7 separate regions of the Mus musculus genome follow, and regions 2, 3, 4, 5, 6 and 7 are each linked to region 1. Evidence: chromatin contacts called from public Hi-C, HiChIP or PLAC-seq and promoter capture Hi-C data. All regions are on one chromosome and are shown on one strand. Each heading gives the region's core, a stretch centred on a gene start, on an enhancer-like site or on the middle of the called end of the contact. The rest is flanking DNA. Distances are from core to core; before and after follow the strand shown. Region 1 holds the start of Galnt18 (polypeptide N-acetylgalactosaminyltransferase 18). Region 2 holds the start of Mrvi1 (MRV integration site 1). Region 3 holds the start of Ctr9 (CTR9 homolog, Paf1/RNA polymerase II complex component). Region 4 overlaps Ctr9 (CTR9 homolog, Paf1/RNA polymerase II complex component). Region 5 holds the start of Eif4g2 (eukaryotic translation initiation factor 4, gamma 2). Region 6 holds the start of 1700012D14Rik (RIKEN cDNA 1700012D14 gene). Region 7 has its middle 34 kb from the start of 1700012D14Rik.

The links. Promoter capture Hi-C pulls out the DNA fragments that hold promoters and counts their contacts. A called contact is a pair of places that touch in the nucleus more often than the background predicts. HiChIP or PLAC-seq counts read pairs in DNA pulled down with a chosen protein or histone mark.
Region 2: a promoter capture Hi-C map of neural stem cells shows a contact between it and region 1. The contact joins the promoter of Mrvi1 here to the promoter of Galnt18 in region 1. A contact is called at or near these places in 2 of 39 promoter capture datasets (hippocampal neurons and neural stem cells).
Region 3: a promoter capture Hi-C map of 3T3-L1-derived adipocytes shows a contact between it and region 1, with 7 times the contacts expected there. The contact joins the promoter of Ctr9 here to the promoter of Galnt18 in region 1. A contact is called at or near these places in 6 of 39 promoter capture datasets (the 3T3-L1 cell line, 3T3-L1-derived adipocytes, cranial neural crest and 2 more) and 1 of 115 datasets of contacts at active chromatin or transcription factors (astrocytes).
Region 4: a Hi-C map of uterus shows a contact between it and region 1, with 7 times the contacts expected there. The contact joins the enhancer-like site here to the promoter of Galnt18 in region 1. A contact is called at or near these places in 4 of 39 promoter capture datasets (the 3T3-L1 cell line, 3T3-L1-derived adipocytes, hippocampal neurons and 1 more) and 10 of 484 Hi-C or Micro-C datasets (adipose-derived mesenchymal stem cells, brain, cardiomyocytes and 6 more).
Region 5: an H3K27ac HiChIP or PLAC-seq map of embryonic stem cells shows a contact between it and region 1, with 4 times the contacts expected there. The contact joins the promoter of Eif4g2 here to the promoter of Galnt18 in region 1. A contact is called at or near these places in 6 of 39 promoter capture datasets (the 3T3-L1 cell line, 3T3-L1-derived adipocytes, cranial neural crest and 2 more), 1 of 484 Hi-C or Micro-C datasets (cerebral cortex) and 8 of 115 datasets of contacts at active chromatin or transcription factors (the NIH/3T3 cell line, astrocytes, cardiomyocytes and 5 more).
Region 6: a promoter capture Hi-C map of hippocampal neurons shows a contact between it and region 1, with 6 times the contacts expected there. The contact joins the promoter of 1700012D14Rik here to the promoter of Galnt18 in region 1. A contact is called at or near these places in 8 of 39 promoter capture datasets (the 3T3-L1 cell line, the SN4741 cell line, cranial neural crest and 4 more) and 2 of 115 datasets of contacts at active chromatin or transcription factors (cardiomyocytes and embryonic forebrain).
Region 7: a contact with region 1 is called in an H3K4me3 HiChIP or PLAC-seq map of forebrain, with 4 times the contacts expected there. The contact joins the enhancer-like site here to the promoter of Galnt18 in region 1. A contact is called at or near these places in 3 of 39 promoter capture datasets (the SN4741 cell line, cranial neural crest and embryonic stem cells) and 2 of 115 datasets of contacts at active chromatin or transcription factors (cardiomyocytes and forebrain).

The regions. Positions count from the first base shown.
Region 1 is chr7:111,778,061-111,781,499 of GRCm38.p6, forward strand. It overlaps Galnt18 (polypeptide N-acetylgalactosaminyltransferase 18), which reads right to left and starts at 1,917. Exons shown (of 11, transcript NM_001360903.1): 1 at 1,253-1,917. The coding sequence starts at 1,487.
Region 2 is chr7:110,980,648-110,984,086 of GRCm38.p6, forward strand. Mrvi1 (MRV integration site 1) reads right to left here and starts at 1,814. Exons shown (of 21, transcript NM_194464.3): 1 at 1,366-1,814.
Region 3 is chr7:111,027,302-111,030,740 of GRCm38.p6, forward strand. It overlaps Ctr9 (CTR9 homolog, Paf1/RNA polymerase II complex component), which reads left to right and starts at 1,650. Exons shown (of 25, transcript NM_009431.2): 1 at 1,650-1,880; 2 at 2,913-3,011. The coding sequence starts at 1,836.
Region 4 is chr7:111,047,532-111,050,970 of GRCm38.p6, forward strand. It overlaps Ctr9 (CTR9 homolog, Paf1/RNA polymerase II complex component), which reads left to right. Exons shown (of 25, transcript NM_009431.2): 17 at 1,733-1,849; 18 at 1,979-2,124; 19 at 2,903-2,974; 20 at 3,414-3,439. Among named protein-coding and RNA genes, the nearest start is that of Ctr9, 20 kb to the left of the region's middle. Within about 2 kb of position 1,585, at least 12 of the 459 cell types and tissues checked have an H3K27ac peak or open chromatin away from gene starts, as enhancers often do. A contact at or near this core is called in uterus, where this site is marked.
Region 5 is chr7:111,081,456-111,084,894 of GRCm38.p6, forward strand. It overlaps Eif4g2 (eukaryotic translation initiation factor 4, gamma 2), which reads right to left and starts at 1,575. Exons shown (of 22, transcript NM_013507.3): 1 at 1,330-1,575; 2 at 52-178. The coding sequence starts at 92.
Region 6 is chr7:111,121,032-111,124,470 of GRCm38.p6, forward strand. It overlaps 1700012D14Rik (RIKEN cDNA 1700012D14 gene), which reads right to left and starts at 1,644. Exons shown (of 3, transcript NR_015573.2): 1 at 1,352-1,644.
Region 7 is chr7:111,154,735-111,158,173 of GRCm38.p6, forward strand. No RefSeq gene overlaps it. Among named protein-coding and RNA genes, the nearest start is that of 1700012D14Rik, 34 kb to the left of the region's middle. Within about 2 kb of position 1,912, at least 202 of the 459 cell types and tissues checked have an H3K27ac peak or open chromatin away from gene starts, as enhancers often do. A contact at or near this core is called in cardiomyocytes and forebrain, where this site is marked.

The sequences.
Region 1 (3,439 bases), core at 667-3,166:
TGTGTCACCTTTCTGCCCTCAGCGGAACCTCCCCAGGGAAGGAGTCGATCTGGCCATGTGGGAAGCACACCAATTCAGAGTAGTCCTGAGTAAACAGAGCAGGCAGCCTGTAGCTCAGATGGCCTGCCAGGTTTACAGGTAAACTCGCTGGGCCCTATAGGTCAGAAGCCTCCCTGTCTAAGAAAGCAGGGGACACCTGGGGTGGACAGGGAGAATCCAGATTGCTATCACCTGTGAGCACACCTTACTCTAGGAGCCCCGAGCTCCATCCCTTCCCTCTGATACTCACACTGCCCGGGTCACAGCAGGAGACTTCTCTATATCCTACTGTCTCTTTGGACCCAGTCTGGAGACACCCACCCACTGCAGCCTTGGATTTCAGACCCAGCTCCTGTGGGTTTGTCTGCTCTGCTGTGGCTGCTTCCTGCTTCCGCAACTGAGGTAACTGTCCTGGCAGATTGGCCTTGCTAGAACCCGGAAGGCTCTGAAGTAAAGCCGCAGCCCAGCGTGGGTTTTCTCCATCCGAAACAGAAGAAACACCACCACAGTGGACTAAGCTGCTTCTTGGGTTTGACACCTGCTCCTTAGGGGAGGATCCTGGATAGGCAGGTGTGCTCTAGGTGGGGACAGTTTTCTACTTAAGATGCCCCCTGCAGTCCCAGTCCTACTGAGACTGACTGAGGCTGGAGCCAATACTGGGCCGATGTAATTTTCTACTCCGCATTTGTCTTGAAGCTTGCTGCTCCTTAAAACCCACAGTTAGAGTCATACAAGGCATTTCTCTTGTCCCTTACAAGCCCGGCAAATAAGCTCTTTTGCCCTCACATTCTCTCTTGGAAGCACAAACATCCAGTCAGACACACTCCCGGACTAGTGTGAGATCCTGCGATCCTGGAAAGGAGCACCCTGGAATCATACGCACGTTTGGACACGTGCACATCGCGTCCCCATACTGACAGCAAGCTACACACACACACACACAGACACACACACACACACACACACACACACACACACACACACACACACACCACCTGTGCACACGCGTACACAGGGAAGACTCACAGGGCGGCAGACACAAAAGATCCAGGACACCAGTCCTTGCAATCCCTCCAACCACGTAGCTGCCAACCTATAGCCCTCCCTGCAATCGCTGGTCTCCTACGCATTGGCCCCAGCGCATCCCACAAGCAGAACACACTGGGCACTCCCGGGCCTCGCGCCTGGCTCAAGTTTCTCAGGACGCCTGTACCTTGGATATGCTGTTTGATGACATTCTCCAAGTGGTCCAGCCGCTCGATAATTTTCAGGGTGTCCCCTTTATCTTCCTCCAGCTTCTTGTCGGGCACTGGCTCCTGCCCCCGCACATACACGCTGGCGATGTAGTTGGTGACCCAGCCCACGTACAGCAGGCATATGATGTTGGTCATGCCGCTTAGGATCACGCAAGTGGACACCAAAGTTTTGGTCTTCCTGGTACACACCATTCTGGGGTCCTTCCTCCATATAGAGCACCCGGGGCCCCTCCTCGCTGTACACCCCAAACTCCCCCGCGCTCAACCCCCTTGGCACGTCTGGGGTCTCTGGGTGCGCCAGCACCTAAGTCTCTCCAAAGGCGGGTCTCCTGGCAGTGTGAGCTGCGGCGCACAACTTTGCAGCTCCGGCCGCTGGCCACCCTGAGAAAGAGCTCCACAAAGAAAACGAGGTGGGTCTAGATTTTTGTTTTGGGCTTTTCCCCCGCAAATTCAAAATCCCCGAGCTTTTCCCTAGGCGGTCACGGGTGGCCGGCAGTGGCGAGACGAGACCTGCAGGGCTGGGAAACTTTGTCACTGCCAGGGCCCAGCCGCGTTGCTTTCCATCTCCAGTGCTGGCTGCCTGGGAGATGCCACCAGCCCTCCGCTCGCCGCTCAGGAGAACCGCGGCTGTGGCTGCGACCAGAGGAGCGAAGCAGAGCGGCCCGGCCCCCTCCGAGCGACAAGCGCCGCCACCAATCGCGCTCTGGCTCTGGAAAAGGGTCGGGACTGGGCGGCTGCGGACCAACGAGGAGGGGCCAGGGGGCGGAGCCCCGCCCCGCGCCCCACCTGCTGGCAGCAGGCTCCGGTCCGGACACAGCTGAGTCTCCCGCGCCCTCGGGCCACCCTAGGGCCTGCAGATCAGGAACCTCCAGTCCCCGCCCAGGCCGGCAGATTCCACCTCTAGAGTAATTCCCCGCTCGCGCTCCCGCTAAGAAGCCCAAGCTTTGGGGACCAAGATGCTCCTATACCCTCACCTTCCCCAACTGAGGGCATTCTGCTTTTCCACCTGAAAAAACGGACTCCTCGCCTCCATCTCCTTTTTGATAATGGAGACTCAAACCATACAAGTGGCTAGGCCTCATAATGTCCACACCTTATGCTTCTTGAGCCTTTACTCTGCCTCTCTCTGTTGGTCTCCCGGGTGTCACCAAATGCCTTCCGGAAATCTCTAGGAGAGGCATAGTGAATAGTGAGGGTGTCTCTGCAATCGTTGGTCACATCTATGCACTATGCAGCTCCCTGGACGAATTCATGCTCTGGGAGCCGTTACTGCTTATGGATATCACTACACCCCACGTCTAAGGAAGCCTTATACGCAGTATTGGGACAAGAGGATGCAATTCTCCATGACTTGTATAATTCCCACACATTCAGTGTTCATGGCTATCAAGTGGTCGACAGAGCCTTTCTGGAGAGAGGATGTAGAAACACACACACACACACACACACACACAGAGAGAGAGAGAGAGAGAGAGAGGCTCCTGGGTTTGATGCTCCTGTATGTGTTAGTTACATGAGCTTGAGCAAGGGTCAGAACACCATAAGAGACATTTCCCCCATCTATCAAATATCAACAATACCTTCCTGCTTATAAGTATTAAATGAGAGGATATACCAAAAGGGCTTAGGACAGGACACACAGTGGGTGCCCAGGCTCCTGTGGTTATCATTCCAGGATGCAGTTCCTCCCTTCCCGGGTCCAAGAACACCACCTGGCTGCTCAGCAAACCTTGATTTTTCTATTGACCACTCTCAGCTCTTCTCCCCTACTGGAAGCTACAGAGTCTAAGGCTGTGGGCAGCAAGAAGGAGCTTGTCCTCTAGCTGGCTTGGTTCCACCTCATTGGCTTTCTGCTTGAATGTCTTTCTTTACCATCAGCAATTCAGCCACAGGGGCTGATAGAAGGAATGCTGCTGGGCCTGATTGCCCCACATACCCTCAGATTCCAACTCAAGATCCCCAAAACCTTGGTTAGAAACAGGGGCATGGGAGGGGTTTGTGTAGGCATTTACTCACCACCCTCTGCAGAATTACAAGGTCAAAGGCCCCAGTATCTCTGCAAGCTCCCTTTATAAATGGTTCTTGAACATAGATTCTTATCTTTGGCCCTCAGTTCAATTGTATTCAACTCAACAGGAACTCAG
Region 2 (3,439 bases), core at 564-3,063, 800 kb before region 1:
ACTGAGGTCACATCAGTTGTGGGACTTCTCTGTGGCTCAGCAAATACATTTATGGACAATGTCTTGTTCACGTTGTGGCAATTGGCACAGTTTTCCTTCTGAGAGGGACATATAGGGTTCATGGAAATGACATGCCACCACACATATGGAAGAAGACATGGTCTTGAACACAGACAGTCATCTCCAACACATGCACATACATGCCGCTGAATTATGAACCAAATATAACAGAGACAACTGCATTATCACTTAGCTGAAAATCAGAGGCCACTATTGGAGGTGCTCACAGTTGTCAGGTGGGGACTGGTGTAGGCATGCTTTCAAATCCTAGCTCTGACCCTTCTTGTGTGACGTAGGCAAGGTGCTGAGATGATGAGGAACTGCACATGCCCCGCTAGTGTGTATCACCTCTTGTTGTGAGAGAGACTCTTCCTCCCAAGGCCTGCCTCACTCCTGCTCTAGCCTGGCAGCGCTAGCAGCTTTCTCCCTCTCCGGGCAAAATACAGCTCAGCCAAGTTCAGGGCTGCCTTGCTTTCTATGCCACCCGAGAGCTGTCTGAAGAGTGTTAAAGAGCAGCAGCTGTCACTTGTGGAGGCAGGAGCGCCAGCCAGGGGTCCTGGGGCCATGCTGCTGTTTATGCAGACTATGAGGCCTCTCCAGCTTTTACAACTGTTTACTGTGCAGGAAGCAGCCCAGCAGCTGGGCTTTTCCTGAGCCTCGCTCTGCTACCCTCTCTTTGAGAAAGTCGGCCCGAGTGCCACTCACTCTAGGACCTCTGGAGAGGTGCAAGCTAGGATGTAGGCACACACACACACACTCACACACACACACACACACACACACACACACACACACACACACACATATATATACAGAGAGAGAGAGAGATCTGTGAAAGGGGACATGATGTGGTGGGACAGGGGACAGATACAAAAAGAGAGATGTGACCAGAGCACAGGTCAGGAAGATAAAGCATAGAAATGGACAGAGTCAATGGTGAAGATGGCTGGACAAACGGGTTCACACGCAAGACTTGAGAGGGAACAAAGGAGAGACACGGGAAGCCCCAGGGAAGAAAGGCCAGCCTGTCTGCTTTGCACAGCACCGGGCATTTCTCTACTGTCACAAAGGATCCTGCAGGAGAGCCAGGAGTAAGGGGCTTAGTGAGCAGTCACATCTTTACCCCAAACTGTGCGTGCTTTCCAACAGCAAGTAGAAGGGGCAGGATTTAGTGAGGATCGTGAGTTTCACTTCTTATTTAAAACTTAAGACAGCAACAATAAAAAGACTCGGCTAAAATATCACCCAACCAGGCCACCTCCCATGCAACTTAAAGTTAAGTGCCCCCATCCCAGCGCCCTGTACCTTTAAGGAGGAGAAGACGCCTCTCTGCTTCCCTTGGGCTGAAGAGGCAGGTTATTCTAGGCAATAGCGATGACTTACCTAAAACTGAGTTATTCCCCTTTCCTCCCGGCCAGCCTCTCTTCACTCTGGGGAGCTTTTACCATTTAAGGTCAATGTTACATCTGGCTCCAGAGCTCCAAGCTGAAAAGCTCTGGCTGCAGAGCCCCAGCTGCCTGCCTCCTCCTCAGAGAGGGGCTGGATGAGGGGCTGGGACTGGGAACCAGTGTTCCACCAGGGCCCCCTGCAGCCTGGCTCTGGGTTGAAAGCAGGAGAAGCCTTCCAGCCAGCCTAGGGTTCAAGGAAGGTTGGGCCTGAATAGTAGCCCCTATCCCCAGGCTTTTGCAAGGGGCACCCCCATAGCCGATGGCAGTGCCTTGGGGCGGGGAGCAGTTGAAGATGCTGGACTCTGTCTGTGCCAGAGGGGTATGAAGGGGACATCTGCAGACCAGCCTCCCACCCCTGAGTGTCCAGCAAGCATGTGAGCCTAGATAAGATCCTGGCTCACCGCCAGCAGAAGCTGGGAATGTTTCCTGTCCCAGGGATTTGGAGGCGGAGGCTGCTCCCATCTTAAACCCTCGGGATTGCTAGAGAGAACAGGGGCATGGTGAGGGGGATTAACTAAGTCCAGGCCTGGCAGCAGCCCCAGGGGTCAGCCCCAGCTCCTCCACTTAACCATCCTGTAGCCTTAACATAGCAAATCTCAGTCTATTCATCTCTGAAGTGGGACAACAATGAAAAATCAGGACACTGTGGGTTAGGGTCTCATAGGTACTAGAAAGGCACGGAAGAGTTTCCAACCCTGAGTTACCTCAACTCCGGTGGGGAAAGCTGCCTTTCTTCTGCCACGCTTGGTCTTCATCCTCAATATAGTCCAAGCCTGGGATCACAGACTGTCAACCCTAACACAGCCACATGGGGGCCCCACAGCCCCTTCTGCAGTTAGAGACAGCAACAGAGAAGCCCTTGGGAGGGGTGGCCAGATAACCAGATACTCAAATTTAAATCTCAAACGAAATGCTATTATTTCCATATAAGGATGCCCCCAAATACATAATTGTACCACAAGATTGTATGTTGCTCATTTGAAGTTAAATGAAACTGGGCATTTTTACTGGCTAAACCTGAGAACTCCACAGCAGATTCACTTGTTGGTCCTGTGTGAGAGCTCTAAAGGGTATTACAAGAACTCCTGGGAGCCAGAGGCTAAAACTGAACCTAAGGCTTTGCGTGCTTGTGAGTGTATGCACACTTTTGTATGTGTGTAAGCCTCTTAGTAAACACCCACTCTATTCCTAACAGTGCACTTGATACTTTGCCTGGAAGCAAGTGTCTATCTCACAAGTGTCTTCTCAAACAGAATCATTACATCTTTCTTTTGAAAAGGAAATCGAGGCTCAAAGAAATAGATCTGCTCTTCAGATGCTCTGCAGCCTGAGTGCCAGGGCCTAGACATGAGCTGAGGTGGTTCCATCTACAACTCCTTCCTCTTTACCACCTACCACCCTCTCCACCATGGCTCTAACCGAAGGGGTCCTGTACGGCCTCGGTGAGTCTCTGAGCCAGCACTTGGCTGTGTTTCTCCTGGTGGTGGCCTGAAGCTTTCACCAGACTCGCAAGGCAGTCACCAAGTGACTTTTTAAAATTCACTTCAATTACAAGCATTTTATAAAACATCACTTGGTGACTGTGCAAAGTGGAGCAGACTCTATAAGAGGACACATCAGGGCTGACAAGGTTATAAGGCTTGTGCCCTTTGACCCAGTTCTACTTCTAGGAATTTATTTTATAAACAACTCCCACACTAGGGAAATGACAGATGAGCATGATTACCCGCTGCAGCATTGTTTATAAAAGCAAGGGATTAGGAATGGTATAAATGTCCGCTACTTGGGGGCCATAAAAGAAGATGGGTGCAGCCATAACAAAGGAGACGGGAGTTCTTGCTGTAGTGATGGGAAAAGCCGTTCAGACAGTGGTTCTCAATCTGTGGGTCACGACCCCACTGGGTTTGCATATCAGACATCCTGTATATCAT
Region 3 (3,439 bases), core at 400-2,899, 750 kb before region 1:
CAGGGGCTGGAGAGATGGTCAGCGGTTTAAGAGCACTGACTGAATTCAAAATCCAGCAACCACATGGTGGCTCACAACCATCTGTAATATCTGATGTCCTCTTCCGGTGTGTCTGAAGACAGCTACAGTATACTTACATATAATAAATAAATAAATCTTTAATAAATAAATAAATTTAATTTAGTTTCTTCTCAAGAGTTTTAAGAGAGTTAAGAGGAAAACTATAAATGAACTGGCATTTTTCATAAATACCTACGAGTGAAATATAGCTGAAACTAGGTTGGAGCTTGAAGCCAGAGAAGATGAAGAATCAAGAAAAGATGGCAAAGAGATAATAGTAGCTTTGGCTCAGCAGAAGAAATTGGGAGAAAGAGCAGTGAATATCTTAAAAAACACTGGCTAGCAGGGATGGAGGGGGGCTCTGTTTTGAGACAGGATCTCTCTATTCTGTAACCCCAGATTAGCCTGGAACTCCATGTATAGAGTAGAATGGCCTAAATTCAGCGCTCTCCTCCTGCTCCTCCCTCCTAAGAGTTGAGATTAAAGACATGTGCCACCACACCCAGTTAAACTAACCCTTTTTATTCCCCATTTGGGGGGGGGGGTTCGAGACAGGGTTTCTCTGTAGACCAGACTGGCCTCAAACTCAGAAATCAGCCTGCCTCTGCCTCCCAAGTGCTGGGATTAAAGGTACATGCCACCACTGCCCGGCCTATTCGCTTATTTATTAAGATCCTTCCCTTGTTTATTCCAAGCACAAGAAACTATTTAATACTCTTCTATAATGAAATCATGAGCTAAAATGTTTTTGAATTCTATAATTTCATTATTTAGGTTTAATAGAATTCTTTTGATTTTATTTAAATCAAACCTAGCAGTTCCTTTTCATTGTGCTCCTAAAGAAATATAAGTACATTAAGAAATATATATAAGCCAGGTGCCCAAGCATATGCCAATAACTGCAGCAGTCAGAAGGCTGAGGTCGGGAGTTTCAAGTCAACCTGGGATACAGAATATCTCAAGAAATAAACAGGGTCTGCAAAAAGTTGCCTGGCTCCAACGCTGTCTATCTGAGTTCGAGCCCTACGACCTTCAGAGTAGGAGAAAACTGATTCCCACAAGATGTCCCCTGCCCTCCATTTGCCACACCATCGCTCGCATGTATCCATATACAAATATGTAACGCAACAAATAAAAATAATAATCCGTGCATTATTACCATAACTTCAGAATTCACTGATTATGTCTATTTAAACTAGTCACAACGACATCACCAGTGTGACTTGCACAAACTGGCTGGGACAACACAAAACGACTGTAAAGCTGATAAAAGATTGAATTATCCCCCAAGAAGCTTAAGTGGCCGAAGAGGCAAGGCACCGCCCATAGAATTCGTCACCAGAGGCCCCGCCCATAGAGGCGTGGTTTCGCCTCACCACCACCACTCCCCGCTCCGGCGCGGGTCTGTGAGGAGCTCAGTTTGGACACCTTAGCGGCAGATGCCGCGTTCCCGAAGGCGCTCGGTCACCTACGGCTGACACAACAACAACCTCAGGACTATCAGTCTTTCCAAAGAAGGACGCATCAGAGCCGCCAGGCGGGCGGAGCTCGCGTGGGACACGCCCTACTGGTAGTGCTTCCGGGACAGGGGGCGGGGCCTCCGGAAGTGGCCGGTCGCGGTCTGAAGCTCGTTGTTTCAGCGGCGGACAGCAGAGGAGAAGCTGGTCTCCGGCAGCTCCGCTGGGTGTGAGGTGTGGTAACCTCTGTAAGGCTGGAAGCCGGGACTGCGATCTGCCGAGCGGCGGGGTGAGAAGCGCCTGCTTTCAGAGCTCACCATGTCGCGGGGCTCCATCGAGATTCCCCTCCGGGATACTGACGAGGTGGGTGCCGAGTGTGCAGCGGGGGAGGGCTATGAACTTGGACGATCCCAGCGCCGATTTTGCTCCGCTTGGTTTTTGGAGGGGAGAGCCGCAGCCGAGCTTCTCGGCCCAGGCACCACTCAGCTGGTCACCTTTCTGGCCGCAAGGACTTCGGGAAAGTTCGCCTGCAGCCTGCTCCTTGTTGACAGTCGGCTGTCTTCCGAGGCGCAGGGGTGTGAGCGCCGAGTAAACCTCACCTCTTACAGAGGGGAGTCAGTGCCCCAGGGGCTACCTGCTGCTCCAACTTGGGATTTGTTTATTTTTTTAAATCTCCCTGGGTATCTGAGAGACGGCTCTTAATGCCATGGAAGAAAAGTCTGTCAAGGCACACTATTAACACAGCTCTCTGGGCGAGATAAGGGGCCCGAGATTTAGCCGCTCCTGTGTGCTGATGGCAACGACCCACTTTCATCCATGGCGTGTGGTTTGTCCGAATAAAGCTCCAGCGTTGCCTCAGTCAGACTAGATTTTACACACTTTTATTTTCGATCGAGGTAGAATTCATTTCTAAAATATGGTGGTCTTGGGTACATTCCAGAATATTTTTCTTCTAATTGTTGGTGCCCACATTTTAGGCATGTATGTGACCCACGATACTGCCTCCGTGATTTAAGTGACCGTTGGTATTCAACTTTGCCTGTCCTCTGGGATAGAGTTTCTCAAGCTCTCAGACCTATGGCATCAGTGTTTCGTTGGCCTATGGGTTGTACAAGGTTTCATTTTGGTTTTGAGTAAGCAAGTCGTTGAGAATTTTATAGTTTTAGCGATGTGAAGAACGACCAACAGGATTTGCCTGCTTTTCTATGCTTTGACCAAACCAGACTACAACCTGTTTGCCATGTGTTTCCTAAATAGGAACATGTATTAATTAGTTCACTCCATTGAAAGTGAGTACATACCCTTTGTGTATGGGCATTGATGAGTATTCAAAACACGCAGAAGAGAGAAATTGTGAATTTAAAAAGGAAACGAAACGTTTATTCTGTGTTTTAGGTCATTGAACTTGACTTCGATCAGTTACCGGAGGGAGACGAAGTCATCAGCATTCTGAAGCAGGAGCACACACAACTGCACATATGGATTGCCTTGGCGGTCAGTATTCCTAGAGCAGATTTTTCTGTTGACTAAAAAAACATAGGATTTTGGTTCTCAAGTACAGTAATAGCCCACAGGATTAAATCTGTTGTGCATGATTAAATCATCTGTATGAAAATTAGTAGCAGCAGAGGCAGGTCGATCTCTGAGTTTGAGGTCAACCTGGTCTACTTCCAGGACTGTGATGGCACGTACTCACGAACAATGGTTATATTCTCATTTATGGAACAGTAAGGTCAGTTTCCCAACTACAACTCTACTGGTAAATTAATGTCTGTTGATAAAGGTGAGAGATTCATTTAAGGTAAATAGTTCTCTATATTGAGGTTTTAATTACTTCGTGGTAATTCAATGAAACTTAGCTTATGTATAGATAGAATAAACATTACTTTCCATAGCTTTTCTTCTAAAACATTCTGGAAGGT
Region 4 (3,439 bases), core at 335-2,834, 730 kb before region 1:
AATCACCTGAGCACAGGTGCAGGGAGCCAAGCTTAAGTCCTTTAAGAGCAGGAAGTGTTCTTCATCACTGAACTATCTATCCTGCCCCACTGTTTATCTTTTAAGATAAAAGAAATAGAAAATGAAAAAAAAAGACAAAAATGGAAACAAGGGTTGTATCTGTAGATTTTGTAAGTTTCTCATGTTTGCTGAGTACTTCAGTGTAAGGAAAAGTATACTCGATGTTTTCAGGACATTAAGAAAACAAAGCTCAGCCGGGAAAAAAAAAAAAGAAAACAAAGCTCAGCCGGGCGTGGTGGCGCACACCTTTAATTCCAGCACTTGGGAGGCAGGCAGATTTCTGAGTTCAAGGCCAGCCTGGTCCACAAAGTGAGTTCAGGACAGCCAGGGCTACACAGAGACAGAGAAACCCTGTCTTGAAAAACCAAAAAAAAAAAAAAAAAAAAAAGATAACAAAGCTCTTGGTGTCTGTGAGTAGAGTACCGTCAGAGCAAAAGAGGCTTCTGAACAAAGAGGACAAGAGTAGTTAGTCCAGGCTTCAGGCTTCACGTACTAAACTGATCAGAGGGATTTGCAGAGCTCAGAGAGCACAACCCAGAGCTTGTGTTCTTAGAGACAAGCCATCCCAATCTGCAGAACCTTAGCACTGCCTTCTAGAATGCAAATTAGCCATTAGAGATAGTCCAGAAAATTACCTTGTCAGTTACCTATAACAGGATGTGTATATGCTTGTGGTCAAAAATGTTGTTTATATAAAAATTAACTCTGGGGGTTAGGGAGATGACACTATGTGTAGAAGTGCTTGCTGCATAGTCATGAGGACTAAGTTCAGATTCCTAGTACCCATGAAAAATATGTTCATTTTCTTAGTGCTGTCAGAAGTGGAGACAGGAGAATCACTGGGATAGCAAAACAGGCCATGAGGGTGGAGGGGTGGCAAGCTCCAGGTGAGAAATCCTGACCATGAGATAGGGCAGCCAGTGACAGCAAGACATATCAAGACATCTGACATCTTCTTCTGGCCCCTGTATCCACCCCTCCCTTCACACACGTGAGATACAGATCTCAGACACACACTAGAGTAAAGAGGTGAAATGAACTCAGATGTTCATTTGCAGGTTGACCAACATACTAGCTGAAGTGTGAGACTTGTATGCTCATTGACACAGATCCCAGAGGAAGATGTTAAGAGTGTGTCACCCAGAGGGCCCAGGTGTGACTTGTCATGGTGGCCATGATGAATTGATTCTGGATTGTGTCCTAAAGATAGGAGAAAGGGGTTTCCCAGCTAAGGTTGAGGCAGGCAGGCAGGCTTAAATCTCTTTACCTTTTACTCAGCACTGGTCCAAATTCCAAGTGGAAAAAGTATTTTGATCCTAGTTTTTCTGTGAACAGATTTTTATGTTGTAAATACGTAAACTGACTAATGTCAGAAGTCAACTCCAGATTAGTCTCTGAAATTAGCCAAATTGGAGTGTCTTTTCAGAGCTTTAAAACTGCTTTGAAATGCAGACACAGCATGAGAATACCTCCCTGCTGTGTTCTGTTGTCGTTTGTTTATTTTTGAGACAGAGTTTCTCTGTGTACTGGCTGTCCTGGAACTTGACCTGTAGAGCAGCCTGGCTGGAACTCAGAGATTGGCTTGCCTCTGCCTCCCGAGTGCTGGGATTAAGGGAACTCGGCAACACTGCCCGGCTCTGCTGTGTTTCTAACCAGCATTTCCTTTCTGTAGTATGAGAACTGCCTCAGAAAGTTCTATAAGCACCAAAACACTGAGGTTGTGCTCTACCTGGCCCGCGCCCTCTTCAAGTGCGGCAAGCTGCAGGAGTGCAAGCAGACTCTGCTGAAGGTAACAGGACTGCATCCGCCCCCGCCCCCGCCCCACCCCCCAAATGGCTGCCTGGCTTTTACTTGTTTACTGAATGCTTTTGGTGGCATTCAGTCATAAGAAGCTACCTGCATTGCTTTCTGTTTACAGGCCAGACACGTGGCACCCAGTGACACAGTTCTGATGTTTAATGTGGCCTTGGTCTTGCAAAGATTAGCTACCTCTGTCCTGAAAGATGAAAAAAGTAATCTGAAGGAAGTCCTTAATGCTGTGAAAGAGCTGGAGCTCGCACACAGGTGAGAGCTCTGAGGAAAGGGGCTTTACAGTGGTTTGTTGCCTTAAAACTGCCTCAGGAGATTAAAAAAAAAGATTTTCCTCAAAAGAAAAATAATAATAATAACCATTAGGGGAAAGCAAGCATTAGAGGTCTAGCTAGCAGTTTAGTTTAAGGTCAAAGCACACAGTTGCCATGTGGTGGCGCCATACTCCAGGCAGAGTCCAGGCAAGTCAGCCTTGAAGCCTGATTCCTAGAGCTGCCTGGCTGGCTGTGGGCTCTCGGGGATTTTCATTCACCTCTCAGCAGTCCGAGCCAGTGTTTTACACTTGTGAGCTGTTTCGTCTCCACTTGTGTTGGTTTCATGTTCTGTTCCAGTGTGTCTTTATGGGATGTTGATTTTCATCAAGCTAGGATTAAAGATCTTATCACTTACTGCTTAACAGATTTATTCAGCTCAGTTCAAATGTGTTTAACCTTATAGGACTTAGCAGTTCAGTGTGTGGTAGATGAAAGCTCCCATCTCTGATGATCAGCTGTGCTATTGTTCATCTCTGTTAATGTTTCTTGCCTCATCTGGTGAAGAGTAAGTGCTCTCGTGACTTCTGCCCCACCCACCGTGCTGACACAGTTAGTTAGAAAGTTTAATGTTTACTACCTGTTGCTATGGTTATTTCTTAGTTTACTGACAGTATTAACTATATTTTACCTTTCTTGATGAACTTCTGTTTATTAAACAGGGCCTTAATATGAGGATTGAGTGAAATATCTTTTATCTTCTATCTTCTTCTTCCATTTAGGTACTTCAGTTACTTGAGCAAAGTTGGAGATAAAATGAGATTTGATTTGGCCCTTGCTGCCTCTGAAGCCAGGTAATGCCCTATTCACAGAAGGTGGCTTGGGGGTGGGGAGCGGGGGACGGGGAGTAGGCACGTTGGGTGTGGATTAGGAGAGTGTGACCATAACAAAGTGGTCCTGGCCTTCTCGGGGCCACTTATTCCCTCACCCACAACACCTTTTCAGATTTCAGGAAATTGATGTAGTCTTCTTAGGTTGTTGGAAAGTGCTTTCTCTTTCTGTTGTCTTTTTGAGGCATGGTCTTGCTCTGAAGCTAGACTAGAACCAGGATCCTCCTCTCATGCTACAAGCACAGGCCTGAGCCACCACACAGCTAAGAAATACGTGGCTGCTTTTCTCACGTTATGTCCATGAATCAAGACAGGAATTCTGAGTTGGGGAACTTGGAACAGTGACTTTAAGGAAAGCAGGTGCTCTTAACTGGATATTATGTCTTTGCATCTGAAATATTAGGCAGTGCTCTGACTTACTGAGCCAGG
Region 5 (3,439 bases), core at 325-2,824, 700 kb before region 1:
CTTTCTGAACACCCCCTCCAATGTATCTACTACCCACTCCCAAAACCATACCTGAAACGAGAAGCACCCCCTTCTGCAATCGCACTCTCCACTTTGGCGGCTTGACAACGAAGAATCTTCAAAAGAATAATATTAATGGATGGGGTGGGGAGGGGAGGGGATGGTAGAAATGAAAAGCCTGGAAAGAGAGAAAACACCAAAATTAGGTACTGCCATACTGAGCTATAAACTTTCAAATATAATTTATTTCCGCTCCCAGCACTGCAGCTGGTTGAACTTTCACTGCATTGCAGCCCTCAGAAGACTAAAATAGAACGAAGTCAAAACCCACAAATACACAATAAAACCTGTTTAGCCCCGTGGATTCTCTTAGTATTCAAGGATGCAAAGAACAGCTTTTGTGAGAAAAATAAAATGAAAAAAAATCTGGATGCTGCCTAGGAAGCAGCCGTATTATGGGGCCTTTAAAATTAAACAGAAATGCTATCAAGACCGGCGGTGCTACAAGGGATATGTCTGCGGTACTAAAATGGGTGGCCGGGGTGGTGACAGGCCGGCCAGAGCCTCACTACCCGGTGTTGGGCAGCTTTTCCTCCGCTCGTCTTTATAAGCCCTTCCTTTTACACAGGGCGCGTGTGGAAAGCCGCCGGAAGGCCGGGGCCACAACACAACATGGCAGCAGGCACCTCCGCCCCACTCCGCGCGAACAAAAGAGCAGCGAGTTCCTCCCCCAGGCCCAGGCTGGCTCAGCTTCCGAGCGGCGTCTAGCGAGGGCCCAGGCCTGGGCGGGAGGCGCCCCCTCCGGGCCGGCCCTTTGTTCTCCCGCAGGAAGGCGGCCTCCTGCCCACCCGCCGCCTCCACCATAAATCCCCCGGCTGACAGCGCCTCGGCTGCCAAGGCCCACAAAGGGACCGAGACTCGCTCTTGGCGTCGCCCGAGTGGGACATCCCGCAGTAGGGCCACACACCTCCTCCCCGCCGGGAGGCCGGGCTCCGGACTCGTCCGCCTCGCTGGTCCCGCGCCAACGGCCGGGCCCTGCCGCGGGCCGCGTCCCTCCCGCCGAGGCGCGAGGCCTGCCACGCTCGCACGCTGTTCCCGGATCCCACGTCAGGATCCCGGCTGCGCCCGCCACTCGACCGCACGTCAGCCTAGCTCTTCGGTCGACACAGGAAGGAGCGCGGAGGCCATAGATTTCTAAGTAGCCCAAAGGCAGAGGAAAGGCCGCCCCGCCCGGCTCCGCCTGCGGCCGCCATTTTGTTCCACTCGACAAGAAGCGGCCAGGGGCGGCGGCCATCTTAGAGGGCTCCGCTCGGCGGCGACTCCACTCACCTTCACCGAGAACTCAGCAGCTGCCACCGCAGCTGCCTCCTCTGGATCCGGTCGTCGGGGACGGGGAAGGGAGGGGGAAGGGGAACGGAAAACAAAAAAGGGGGAGGGAAGGGGGAGGAAGGAGACGCGGCCGGCTTGAAAGTCTCAGCTCAGAGGAGTAGCTGCTGCAGCCGCCACCTGGTACCCGCCGCCACCTCCATAGAGCTCCGGCTCGCTGCTGGCGCTGAGGCGTGTCTGAAGCCCAACTTATCACTCTGAGGCGGCCGACCCACTAGAGCCTCCCCGAGTGGCTCCTTCGCTATCCAATCAGCAGCCGGGCTTCCGTCCGCTACCAATCCGCGCAGGGCGGCGGGGAGGAGCCAGCGGGCAAGCTCGGTTGCGGCGCAGCCTCGCCGCAGTGCGCAAAGCCATATTCGCGAAGGCTCTGGGGCCAAGCCAGTGGCGTAAGGGCGGCGGGCCGGCGCGCTGCGGGACTCTTGCGTAGCGCCGGGAGCCCAGTGAGTGTGCGCCGCCGGGCCGCCTGGTCTTCCTGGGCCGGCGCTTTGTTCCGGAGTCCCAGCCTCATGCTTGCATAGAAGAACCTTTTCCTCGCCTCTCCTCCCTGACCCGCCCGGGCCTGGCGTCCTGAGGGCTCGGCGTGGCCTTGCGGCCTGGCCTCGGTTTAGCGTCTGGGAGCTTTGCTGAAGAGAGGGACGTGTGCCCATCGATAGGAATGCGTTCTGTTTGTTGGTCCTCCATCTGCAGAGTAACGAGAAAAGGATCAAAGGAAGGGCTTTGTATCCCAGGCTAGAGGCAGCTTTAACTCAAATGCTCGGCCTGCTGTCACCGAGCTTGACCCAGACAGTATACTAGGCTGGCTTGAGAAGTGTTTGCAGAGCGCGGGCATTTGGAAATTGCAAAGTCATTTTTTAAAGTTTTTCCTTCATTTTTAACAAACATTAAAGACGGGCAGCGCAGTGCTTTCATTTTATTTAAGGGCTATATAGGAAAATGAAGCATTTCAAACTATACTTCCAGGTGGTATTTTAAAAGATGGGTTATGTATGTATGCCACAGTATGCAACATTTTAGCTTTCCAAAAATGAAGGTATGTAAACGAGAAATGTCCCATCTCTGTTAAGCATGCATTTTTTTTTTTCAATAAGATGGGTTACTAAACTAAAGCACGTGTGTTTTCAACAGTCATGGCTTGGAATTCATTCCCAAGAGCTGGGTTTTCAAAGACCCAAACGTAATTTGGCATGTCTTGGTGTTGAAAGCCCTAGTTCTTAAATAGAATTTTCAGCAGACAATTGTACTTTCCTTAGTATTTAAGTCTGCTGAAAAGTGTGGCTTTGAAGGTTTATAATTCTAGTAAACTTAGGTCTTTGCCTTAGAATTAATGCTATTAAATAAACTTTCACTTAAACTAAAAACTGTAAAAACCATTTTTATTTGGGGGTTAAGTGTAAAAAAGAAAAGCATTTTTTAGGAGAGGGGCAATTTTTTTCAATATAAGAGATTTTGCTTTGTATATATAACTTGTATGGCTTTATAACTAGTAGAAATATATACTGTGATATTTTAGTTTTTCACAAGTGATTTACATTCATTATGATACACTAAAGACATCTGTGTGCTAGAAACACAGTGGTCCAAAAACTCAATACTCACTATACTAGTGTATGTGTCAAATAGCCACTTGGTCTAAAACATGGATATTCTAAATACAAAGGACTAGAATGTAAATATATCCTAATATATTTATATTATGCATATATCTAATAAATAAAACAGAAACTAAAATATAAAGTCTTAAAAACAGGATCTTGAATTTAAAAAAATGTTAAAAGGGACAGCAAGGTGGTGCTGCTGGTAACGAACAGCACCACGTGCTGCCAAGCCTCATGACTGAGCTCAGTCTCCAGTCCCACATGGAATAAAGAGAGAAGGCTCACTTATACACACACATTTTAAAAAGGGCTTTTTCAAGCTTTGTTAATTGCAAAAATCTGCTATGAATTTTCTATGCAGGTATGTGAGGTGCTAACTGACAGGGAGTAAAACCAAGAAGAAATTCAAAAAAAAAAAGAGGCGGAGCGTGGTGGCACTCGGGAGGCAGAGGCAGGCA
Region 6 (3,439 bases), core at 394-2,893, 660 kb before region 1:
AGAAAAGTTAAAATCAGACACTGCAGCAAGCAGAAGTATCAATGTCTACCATGACAATTTATCATATTTTAAATATAGTCAATACAAATGATTTTTCACTACAATGCAGCTCTTGGGATGTAAACAGAGAATGCCTAGTATGTAGTAAAGTAAATATGCTAATATTTTCCATTCCACTTACTGTTCTGGTAATTTCCTTGCTTTGAAATGCTTTTTTACCCACTGACATAGAAACATTCGTGGGTGGTGGTGGTGGGAATAAAAACCAACTGAGTTTTTTTTTTTTTTTTAAATACAGCCCCATTTCAATATCTCTAAAACTAAAAACTCAATCTAAAGTGGAATCAGATATGCAAGTGTTACATGACATATGCTGTTACTATAACCAGTCTGTCCCCGATCTAACAATTAATGCTTACTGAGTAACTCTCTTATTTTCTGTGGCCTGTTAGTATCTGTGCCCAATTCCTCATAAAGGTTAATTCATCTAATTGTCAAGAACCTGAGATTATCAACGACTGCATTTTAGAGAAAGATACAGGGAAGTTGGCACCTGCTAGGTTAACACATTTAGTCAGTGAAGAATGAACAGAGTTCCCAAACTGACTGTGCAGCCCACGTGCCTCGACAGTACTTGGGAGTTTTCTACTTCATCAAGCATAACGAGCATTTGGTACTAGAGGTTGGTGTGTGTGTACAAACAGATTGCCAGCGTGTTGTAACAGGCGAAGGCAGCAATCTTAAACTAGGCAGTAGTTAGAAAACCTATTCCTTAGCAGTGGACTCTCCTTCCAGCCTCGATTTAAATTTAGCAAAACAGAGAGCTTCTCGGAGCCACTGGTTCACCATAAAATGAAGTTTCCCCACCTCGTTGTCAAGTGGGCACAAAAAAAAGTAGCTTTGTTTTCTTAAAAGGGCCCCGTATTCCTTTCTCTTCTGAGGTACATCCCAGCAGCTCTTGGGGACAAAGCATCTGCCCTCCTAAGTTTCCAGTTCCTTTCAGGGAACACTAGGGTCTCCCCTTAGGGGCCTTTTGCTGCCAGGCGGCCCTAGGTGTGAACGGGAGCGCAGGCCAATCGCAAAGGTTAAGAAGCAGAAGGGGCCGGGCAGCTCCACTAGGACCTAGAAGTATTTCAACGCGGTCACTTCGCCCTGCGGCCAGTGACAGCCATCCCTCCGGGCCAGGCGTGCACTGCTCGCAGAGCACCACGCCCCCGGAGGCATGCTTCTTGCCCTAGCCTACCAGTGGGTGACACAGGATTCCTCTCGCCCCAGGAATGTCGACTGTGCCATCGACATGAAGTCGTGTCAACACACCCAACACCTTTCCACTCCATCTCCATCGCCCTACCGTCTCGGCTGCGGCTGGGCTGCAGAGCCGCGTCGCGGTCCCCAGCCGAGCACGAGACCGCCATTTTAGACAGCTCAAGGCAGCGGCCATTTCGGAGCGGCCCACTCGCCGGTGGCTCAGCTCACCTTCAGCGAGGGTCTAGGGCCAGTCGTCGGGGACTGGAGGGAGGAGGGAGAGATGAAAAACAAAACAGAGGAGAGGAGGACGCGGGACGGGGTGATGCTGTCAACTCAGGGATACCGCCTAAGCCACCTCAAAGGGCCCCGACTCTCGGACGGCGCGGCCTGAAGTCTGAATTCAGGGACTCTTAGAGCTCCACTGCGGCCAGACGCGATGGTCTGCAGGAGCGACTTCGCCGCTGTCCAATCAGCGACAGAGCTCATCCCTACCGCCAATCCGCGCTGAGCAGCGAGGCGGGACTAAGAGCCCAAGTTTGGTTGAGGCGCGGTGTGACCTGGGAGCCGCCTAGCCGGCTCTGGGCTCCGGGCTGGCGGGCGAAGCCATTGTTTTCTGAATTCCCCGGCACGCCGTGGGCCTGGCGCGGGTTTAGAGAGCAGATTCCGGGGCTCCTCCAGTTCCACGTGGCTGATGCTGACAGACAGATGGCGGCCCAGTCGGCATTTCCCTCAGCTCTGTCGCTCTGCAAGGACTGCTGAGACAGCTATGGATCCTGAGCTCGCCAGCCTAGGCTGATGGTGGCCCGGTCACTCAGTGCTTGGAAGCGGGAAGAAAAAACTCACCTTACTCGGCGTGCATAAACCTTTACCAGCCGGGGGGTTAGGCCAGGCCAAGGGCACGCCTGATGTTTGGCCTCCCAGGTGGCCCAGCAGGACGAAAGGGAAAATCCTTAGAACTCTTCTTTTTCTGAGGTTTACCTCAGCGTTACCAACTCATCTCTGTTGGGTGGGCTGGCAACATTTGGGTGTTTAAGCCATCTATCCCCGTTCTCCCTCTTTTCCAAAAGGGCATGGCCAGGCTTGAGGTCCTGTGTGTAGGGATTAAAAAGCATGTGCCACCATGCCCCGCGAAGCCTAACCCTTAATAGTAGTTATCAGGACTGATGGCAGTCATCAAGCTTCAGTATAATTTTGGAATAAGATTTTGTTTATTATATATTTTTATATATGTCCCCAATGTGAACTTCACATACCTGGTTTGTGTCTTTGTAAATTGGAAAAAAAACTCAAAAATAAGACAATGGGAAGAATAATTAAACATATTCGTGTTTAATTAAAGACTAGGATTTAACTTAGGCTCTATATGCTGACGAGTCTACTGTTCTTGAAACATACAGATTTTTTTCTGTTAATTGCTGTGTCAAATTATAATTTATTATATATTTATATACAGTTATGATTATAATATATGTTGGTTGAGAGAAAAATACAGGCAATGTAGGACTCAGCAAATAAAGATAATAATACTGTTTATAGAGTGCACTGTAGGAGCCAGGGGCTGTTTTATGTACTTTTTGTTTTGTTTTGATATTTGAGACAGGGTTTCTTTGTGTAGCCTTGGCTGCCCTAGAACTTGCTCTCTAGACTAGGCTGGCCTTGAACTCATAGAGATCTGCCTGCCCCTGCCTCCTGTGCTGGAATTAAAGGTATGCACCATCACCACCTGGCTGTTTCATGTTCTTTCAATGTTTTAATTCATATACTCATCACCAGTCTAAGATCAGATCCTAGTTATAGGTAAGGACTTAGAGCATAGAGAAGTACATTTTGCAAACATGACCAACTGATAGTCTATGTTGGGTTCCTTTTTAGTTGTGGGAACCACAAATTGTGTATTTGCTTGTGTGCATGCATGCTCTCATACAAAGTTAATTTATATTAAAGACTTGTAAGATTACAACAATATATCAGTAAAGAAGGTGGGGCCTCACTTTTAAAAAGGAACTGAAAGCTGGGTGTGTTGGCACACTTCGTAATCCCAGCACTGGGAGGGTTAAGGAGAGATTACCACACAGACTGAGAATTGTCAGACCAGCCTGGGTTACAAAGCAAGACATTGTCTCCAAAAAATGGAGGGAAAGGTAGGAAGACAATTCAATAAAGTACTTGCAAGAAAGAGCCAGCATGAAAT
Region 7 (3,439 bases), core at 662-3,161, 620 kb before region 1:
AGCAACAACAGGTTTGGAAAGCTTTAGTTTCTTTCCTTGGCTGACTAAACCTGCTGCTGAGAACTGGCCTAAGAAATACTCTTAAATAAGTCCCAGGTGCTAAGATGCGTACTAGAGACTCCTACATGATGGTAGAAAAACACCAATATCCACTAGTCAGGTCAGTTATGGCAATTTCACTAAAAGCAGTGGTTCTCAAATCTTTCACAGGGGTCACATATCATACATCCCACATATCAGATATTTACATTACAATACATCACAGCAGCAAAATTACAGTTATGAAGCAGCAATGAAAATAATCTTATGGTTGGGGTCATCACAACATGAGGAACTGTATTAAAGGGTCACAGCATTAGGAAGGTTGGGAAGCCCTGCTAAAAGGGCTACTCTGCAGTCACTGAGCTGGTGCTGGGGAGATGGCTCAGACAGGCATGAGGACCTAAGTTCAATGCCCAGAATCTACACAAAAAAGCCAGATACAGTAGTATGCATCCAGTAGTGGGAGGTAGGGACAGGGAGAGCTCTGGAGTTTGCTGGCCTGATTGGTGAGCCCTAAGAGAAGAGACTCTGTCTCTAAAGAATGACACTAAACCAAGATAAGAAGCTCCCAAGGATGTTACCTACCTGAGGTTGTCCATGAACGTCCACATACACCTGGACACACACATACTCGCACACACAAAGACAAGCATATAAAATATGAACACACACACACATATCTGCACACACACACACACACACACACACACACACACACACACCCCAAAGACTATTCTATGTAGTGACATGGCAACTGTTTATGATTTAGCATTAAGTCAAAGGAGGCATGCAGAGTCCTGCCTATGTTATGACATACTATGACAGGTGTGTGTTCATGTCAGAGGCACCTTTAGGCACCTTCTGGTCCCCTGGGTACTCCATGTATATTAATATTATACACTGGCTTATGGAGAGGATTCTCCAATCTATTATAACTTGGCTTATTTTTTGACCAGTTATAGATGCTTGGCTAGGAATCTTTGAGATGAGCAGAAATTGAGACGAATTTTGATAATGTCCAACTCCTGTTGATGGGTGAATAATCTAATAAATATTAGCAACCAAAAAAATTGAAATAAATATGGGATGACCCTTCCTTTCCTGTTGATAAAAAGCATTGCCAAATTTTGTTTTGTTTTGTTTTTGTTTTTTGAAAAATGGTCTCAGCAAGTCAAGAGATGAGCCTAAAATGTAGCTGCCTCAGGTGAGGGAGGGGCTCTAGAGATTAAAGCTACCTTGGAGGCAGGGCCAGGGAAAACCCTATTGTGAGAACCAAAAGGCCCGGTGAGACACTCAGGGACACTGGAAGCTATCTACAAGCTACCCAGAGGCTGGCTGACTTACAGAATCCTCACCGCAGCCCACAGGGAAACTGTTGTGTCCAAAACAGATCGAGCCAGAAACACGTGATAAGACAGTCGTTTAAAAAGAGAAGTTTAAGAGTCACCAAAGGGCCAGAAGCAGCTGTGACAAGGGATTAAGAGCCCAGGAGGTGAGAGCAGAAACAGGGAATCCAGGAATTGGCTAGAACAGGTGCTGCTTGGGGTCCTCCTGGGCAAGCTGAGGGAGGAGAGCAGTGGAAATAAGGGTTCGGGGTAGGGAGTGGGGGTAAAGGTTCCCCTGAATTTAAGGGTCCTCACAGACACCAACAGTATACAGAAGACCATTCAGAAATCTCTCACCCTAGCTTGGGCTCAGAATGAGAAATCAAGACAGAAATTCCCCTGGTGAATCAGGCTGAGCCCAAGGGGAGGGGAAGGCTGTTTAGAGATAAGGATAAACCCTATTGGGTGCTTAGGTAGAGAGACAAGTCTAGGCACTGGAGCCCAGGCTCTGTGAGTCCTGCGTGCTCAGGCCTGAATGAAAAACTAGGTTTGGGGGAAGAGACTGGCTGGTGAATCACAAGTCCCAGATGTGGGGCACACACTGCAGGCAGACCGTGGCTGCTGTCAGCAGATTTGACCACAGCCTGGGTTAGCTGACAGGCTCAGGACACCGGCCCTGGTTTTAGGCCAGAGAAAGGAAGAACTGCCCCTGGACCCTCCAATATGAAAGCCACAGAGCCCCACAGAACTCCATCTGGGTGAGCAAAAGTATTCAGAACCAGGCTTTACAAGTTGGTTTTATGATGCATCTGGGCTGAAGGTGAACCACCCCAGTCATTAGCTCACTTCCCCTGGGGCTGAATTCCGCAAGGAGCCAGGGGAACGGGTTTCTCCAGCACACACAGACCTGTCCATCAATGTTTGCTCAGAAAAATCCTTGGCACCTCAGAGGCTGTCCCTGGCTCACCTCTGAGACCATGTGCTTTCTCTTGCAGGCAGTTTTGCTGGCTGTTCCCGTAACGGACAGGACAAAGGGACTATATTAAGGCTTCCCTGGGTTAGACAAGATTGGAACACGTCAGATGGCCAACTGCTAGCACATTGTGGTGTCCAGTATCATATATCTTTTCTCCCTCCCTCCCTCCCTCCCTCCCTCCCTCCCTCCCTCCCTCCCTCTCTCTTCTCCTCCTCTATCCTCCCTCTCTGTCTTTCTGTCTCTTTCTCTGTGTCTGTCTCTTTCTGTTTCTGTCTCCATTTCTCTCTTCCTCTCTCCCTCCCTCCCCCTACCTCTCTTGGTGTGTGTTCTTTAAATTCCAGCTTAGCAGCCACATGATTTAGGTTACTTCTGTCCTCCTAAAATAGGACTCTGGCCACGTCTCCAATGGAGGCCCCGGCAACACACGGGTGGGCTGGCTGCCAGGGCTGGCGGAGGGAGATGTGGGCTGGAAATAAACTCATCGTGTTTGCTTACAGCTTCTTCCCCCCACCTCACCGGTGAGTCAGATGGCTTCTCACCCCACATTTTGCTCTTACCCTCTTTTCTCTTCAGGGGTGGGGGTGGGGTGGAGGATGCTGTCAGGTTTAAAATACACCCTCAAATTATACGTATTTGTATGCCCATATACAACAGGGACTTGTTCTTTCTTTAATGCAATACAGAATTATTTTTGGCTTTTTCAGGTTCATTCTGTTTTAAGTCATCCTTGGCTAGGAAGTGAGCGCCAGGAGTTGAGAGAGTGAGATCTCAAGTCCCCACCCTGCTCCTTAGTAACTGTGGCATTTGGGGCAAGGCAGTTCACCTCTGAAAGCTTCTTTCTCAGCTCTCGGCCTCCCTTGGGCAAGGCCTTCTTTGTAGCCCCGGAGTATGACCCTTGACCTTCATTCCCCAGGCTTGTCCTGACAGTGGGTTAGGTCTGTTTTATAAATGTTTTGGAAACGTGTGCCATTCCTGGGAGGGGTACTTCTCCCTAGTTTATCTTCTCCACCTCCACTCCCATCTGTTTCTCCGAATTCTTCACAGTTACTCAGCCGTGTCTGTGAATGAAGTGTTGGGAACCGGAGACAGGCCATCT